Linked DNA regions of Zea mays: region 1 is linked to region 2. A link is a contact called in public Hi-C data. All regions are on one chromosome and are shown on one strand. Each heading gives the region's core, a stretch centred on a gene start, on an enhancer-like site or on the middle of the called end of the contact. The rest is flanking DNA. Distances are from core to core; before and after follow the strand shown. Region 1 holds the start of LOC100383201. Region 2 holds the start of LOC100192014 (protein HOTHEAD).

Region 1 (2,700 bases), core at 193-2,692, 270 kb before region 2:
TTACATTATGTTTTCTGCTACATAATGCACAAATCACTGATCAGCTTAATTTAGTAGTCAGCAACAGAGTATATATATTATAATAAAAATATTATTGTTTATATCCCTTCCTTAGACCCCACTCATGTGGGAGCCTCTGGGACTGGGTCTGCCCTTTTTACAATATCAGCATTACAGCCGTACGGAAGCTGCATGTTAATGCTTTAAGTTGACTTTCTCAATAACCATTTCCTTTTTGTGTATGAACTAGGAAGTCAGAACCAAACCTTGGTTTAATCTCAGCAACCAATTCAGCAACAATAGGATCATACCCATTGGGATCCAAAACCTGATTAGGCACATTGGAAGTGTCAGACCCACTGACCACTCCAGTCGGCCATTCATTAGTGCAATCTCGTTACTGTCAAGGGAACCTAAATTTGATGCATCCAGAATAGATGCTAACACAAAGCAACTCAATATTAATATTAGCAAGCAGTGAAAGAAACAGTATAAGGGAAAAAAGGATATGTCAAGAACAGATCGTCAATCCCTGGCTCTTCTGCAAGAGCCCGTAGGGCATCCACATCATCCTGGCTGTAACAGCCAGGCCCTCCTAACCCTTTCCTCCCTGACAAATAAACCACCGACAAACCTACAGACAGGAAACATTATGTATGGGTGTGCTAGAGGAAAGGTGAGACTAAATCAGTTCACATTCAGACTTTCAGGCATCACTAGTTCACTACACACTGTTCAATGAGGTTCCATAACACTTTTAAGGATGTCCAATTATACGAACAGGTTTTAGTATCTTCAACCACGAGAGGCGACTCCTGCTTAGTTGCCTGAGTGCGATATAGTGCAACATTCGACTAACTCCACAGTATCTCTGTCAAAAAATTTAACTAGCTGGTAGCAAATCTTTTGGCCTTGTATAATGAAATCAATTAGCAGCAGACCAAGAAAACACACCGTGGAGGGTGAAGCGGTTGCTTCCCCTAAGCCAGAAGACGTTGGGGCATATCTCGATGCCACCGGGTGCGAACCCGCGAGCACCAGCGGCGGCCTTCGATAGCAATCGCGGCGCGGCTGGGCCGTAGTCGCCGGTGAAGTAGGTCGGGATGGGCACGGAAGCGCGCCCCTCGAGGTAGTCGGTGACGTCCTCCGGTGAGCCCTCTGCAGCACCCTCGGGGGAGAAAAACTGCCCCACGCAGAGCAGCGCGTGGAACGGCCCCGTTGACTGGTTCACCTGCGGGTGGGCAGCGCACGGTGTTACGGACCGACGACACCAGCAAGAGGAGGAAGAGATAATGGTGGGAGGAGGGGGTAGCCACCGATTTGACGCGCTTGAAGAGCTGGTGGAGTCGGCCGTGGGCATCCCCGGCGAGGAGGATGCGCGGCGGCGCCGGGGCCGGCGAGGTGGCGGCCATTGTGGGTTGGGTTTTGGACTTTGGGACACGACGAACGGGACAGTGACAAACTTCGGATCTACAGTCCTTTTGGCCCGTTTCTTTGTGTGCTTTACTCTAATTGGGCCAGGGTTCCCCAAATTTGATTGGGCCAAAAAAGTAGGGGGTGTTTGGCTCAAAGAGTCAATCTATTCTAGATAAGGTAATACATTATATGACGACTAATCAAGTGCCCGTGCGTTGCAACGACATACAAAATATTAGTGCACAATAATTATATAAAAACAAATAACACATATTATCAATCTCAATCTTATAAACTCTCTGGCAACAACCAATGAAGAATTAAACTAATACAAATCAATTTACAATACAATGTGAAAACCAAAAAACAAAGTCTAAGGGTATGTTTGGTTGGGTTGTGGCTGTGAAAAAAGTTGATGTGGACTGTGAGCTGTGGAAAAATCTACTGTATGTTGTAAGTTGTTAAAAAGCTAAAAACCGTTTGGTGGAAACCACTAAAAGTCATTAAAAATTCTTCGATATATGTTTTCATAGTTCCATCTGAAAAGCCACTAAAAGCAGGTCCAGGGGTGCTTTCAGATTTGCACTACGAGAAAGTCGACTTTTAGAAAAAGCTGCTTCCTGGATCCAGCCCTTTGGTTGGCTTTTGGCTTTTAGGGGGGCAAAAGCCAAAGCCAAAAGTCAAACCAAACAAACCCTAAGAAGTGAGTACAATGTTTGTGCATTGCGAGGATTGAATGGTAACGAAGTGAATATACATTAAAATTCATACCAAAAGGACGAGAATAATAAGTGAGAGCAAAAATTCGGAATCTTTGTTTCTTATCCTAAACTCGAGTATTTGCAAATAACATCACATATGTTGTATTCTCGTACTTCATATTGTTTGCAACTAAACACTGACGTGCTTAATAATATTTTGTAGTTCTTCTAGAATATTGTCATTACATTCAGTCTGTACTTCATCAATTCTACCAAGAATTTGGTCCTCGGTACACTTGAAGTCTGTACATTCGGTATAAGACAACATTAAATTTAGTAAAAACAATTAGTTATAGAAAAAATGATATTGACCAAGTATTAGAACTACACAGTTACTCACAGTGGAAATGCAGGATAACCTTTTACCATTCCACGAGTGCATAAAGTTGATAACAAGAAAGCCTGACAAATCCCTACAAATTAAAATAACTCATTCTTACATATATATAGCCAAAATTATTTAGTTGACTTCAAGGTATAAGAAATTACCAGTTTAATGTTTTTGGAACCCATGATGGTACTA
Region 2 (2,700 bases), core at 82-2,581:
TTAGATATTGGTTTTATAGTGTTATAGAGTAGAAAGATAAAACTGAGAAAAAAAACATGACTACGAGTAAAAATGAGGACACAGCAAAACTGAGCATCAGCTTAAAAAACCTTTTTTTTTAACTCAAGAACACTCCGCGGAAACGTTTTGCTAAGCTTTTTTTTTAATAAGTGTTTTCACTCCGCTACGAGCAGAGTACATCATCCATTGAATAGCAAAGGCACTCTAACCCCCCGATAATTCTCTCCGTCTTCAACGTATCCCACCAGACTTCCTCCGCTGCATGTAACGGCTACAAGCGTCCTCTTTCGCGCAAGATGAGTAGATATGAAAAATAATATTTTATGGAGGTAGTTAAAACAAGGTTTTTATGTTGATGTTAAAACGCATGCATCCATAAATGGTTTTTTTCCCGAAAACAAGGACTCCTACAACTTGTTCGATGTGGCTTTAATCCAGCTATAGTTAGTTTCTATAGTATTTTGTCTTTACGGAATGCAGTTGCAGCAGTCCGAATATCTTACTATGATACATCCTACCGACTATAACCTAATAAAATACACCATACGAAGTTGTTTCCACTCTACCAACAGCTTCTAGAAGTCCTATAGCTTGCATGGAACTGAAATATATACATATCACTATATCAGATGACGAAGCACACGACGACCTGTGTAAGCAAACTTCCAGGGGATTTTTCCCGCGCACCTTTCTTCCCTCCTGAGAATGGTGCTCTCTTCTCTGATGTCAGGGACACGTTTTCTACACCCGGTGCTGAATGAAAACAGCACCACACGTTTCCTGCTACATACTAGTACTACTGGCATTCATGCTCTCTCTTCTCATGGGATGGCACTGGCAGTGCCATCAGACAAACAGAGCAAGCCAGGTAAAAATAAAAAACATAAAAAAATACAATATTAACCCGTTGGCCCAACCAATTGGCGAAGCCACAGGTACGGAAACCAATAAAGAAATGTCAGACTCGCAGAGAGGGAGAGAGAGAGAGATGCCTGTCATTCTTGTAAATGAGGGAGGAGGGGGCGCCACCATCGCCGCAGCTTTGTGAGGGCTGGTTGGTTGGTTGATGAAGAAGTCCATAAATCCCGGTTGTACCAGGGCAGTGCTTGCTCTGCTCCCTCAGCGAGCATTCAATGGCCCTTACTGCAGCTGGTGAGCTCCACTTCAATGCCGGCTCGGGCTCAGCCAGCACTCTCATCTGATGTGGCCTGCAAGCTTGCAATCCCTCCAACGACACACGCCGGCCGGCCGGCTACATATAAACCAGCTCCAATACAACGCCACTAGCCGGGTCGAGAGGTGGGGAGCAGAGGGTTCAAGGGAGGGGACAGGTCGAGCAGCTCACCTTTCTCTGCTCGAGAACGAGAGGAGCTCCCGTCTTTTGCTTGCTGTGCCGGGCGCTGCTGAAGGTTCAGCTCAGTCCGATGGCGTTGAGCGGCAGAGCTCTGCTCTTGTTCAAGCTGCTGCTGCTGCTGCTGGCGTGCCTGCTCTTCCTCTTGGAGCTGTCCCGAGGTACTCATGCTGATGGAAGATTCTTCTCTTGGTTTCCCAGCAGCTTCTGCTTTCTTGCTTCCTTCGTCTTCTGGCATTGCGCTTGATGTTCTTTTTTTTCCTCCATCGTTGCCTGTTTGTTGGCTTCTGCCACTACCGCTTCAGAATGCTGAAGTGGCACACCACCGCCTGTTTGTTGGTTAGCAAGAAGAGAAAATAGCAACAGATAATAAGAATAAGAAAGAAAGATACGCACCTGCCTGATATGCCATCCCCAGGTCCAGGGTGGCACGATGTCAAGAGCGCACGCAAGCTCAATTAGATCAGAAGCAAGCTTTGCTCACTCAAGAAAAAAACCCGATAGGATGAAACTGTTCATTACGTAGCTCACACTCACAGCAGGAAGAAAAAAAAAATCGAAGAATCACGCAGGCATAACATAACGGTAACAGTGCAACTGCTCGTCCTCTGTCGCAGGCAAGGAAGAAGCATTCAGCCTGAGGAACCTCCCGCCCTTCCACAAGGCCAGCAGCTACCCCGCGGGGTGCCCGACGACGTACGACTACATCATCGTCGGCGGCGGCACCGCGGGGTGCCCGCTGGCGGCGACGCTGTCGCACAGGTACAGGGTGCTGCTGCTGGAGCGCGGAGGCTCCCCGTACGGCGACCGCAACGTCTCCTACATGCAGAACTTCCACATCGGGCTCATGAACATGGCGCCGGACTCGCCGTCGCAGGCCTTCATCTCCACCGACGGCGTCATCAATGCCCGGGCGAGGGTGTTGGGCGGTGGGACCTGCATCAATGCCGGCTTCTACAGCCGGGCCAGCCCAAGGTATGCGATGCATTGGATGCATGATGTGTTCTGCACTATACTGCTGGGTGTGGGTGTGACAGCTCCCCCGAGCTGAGCTCTGCTGTGCATGACAAAACAGGGAGATTTTTACCCCAAAAAAATGAACCCACTCTTATCTTATTTATTTATTTATTACTATCATTGCCCACAATGGGCAGCATTAGATTCACACAGGAAGAACACAGGTTGGAACCAAAATCATACAGCTAGCAGCAATCTGACCAGACCAGTCACTTTCATGACTGTAGCACGAGTTCTAGGGTAAGCAGAGAGCAGTGGTAGCGACAGGGTGAAATAATAAATGGTCAGGTCTGCCTGACTACTGGCGTCCT

The links. A called contact is a pair of places that touch in the nucleus more often than the background predicts.
Region 1: a Hi-C map of tassel shows a contact between it and region 2, with 5 times the contacts expected there. The contact joins the promoter of LOC100383201 here to the promoter of LOC100192014 in region 2. A contact is called at or near these places in 10 of 25 Hi-C or Micro-C datasets (bundle sheath, ear, endosperm and 4 more).

The regions. Positions count from the first base shown.
Region 1 is chr7:103,405,372-103,408,071 of Zm-B73-REFERENCE-NAM-5.0, reverse strand. It overlaps LOC100383201, which reads right to left and starts at 1,442. Exons shown (of 10, transcript NM_001175863.1): 1 at 1,317-1,442; 2 at 955-1,231; 3 at 511-634; 4 at 267-386. The coding sequence starts at 1,412.
Region 2 is chr7:103,137,247-103,139,946 of Zm-B73-REFERENCE-NAM-5.0, reverse strand. LOC100192014 (protein HOTHEAD) reads left to right here and starts at 1,331. Exons shown (of 6, transcript NM_001137438.1): 1 at 1,331-1,533; 2 at 1,990-2,347. The coding sequence starts at 1,446.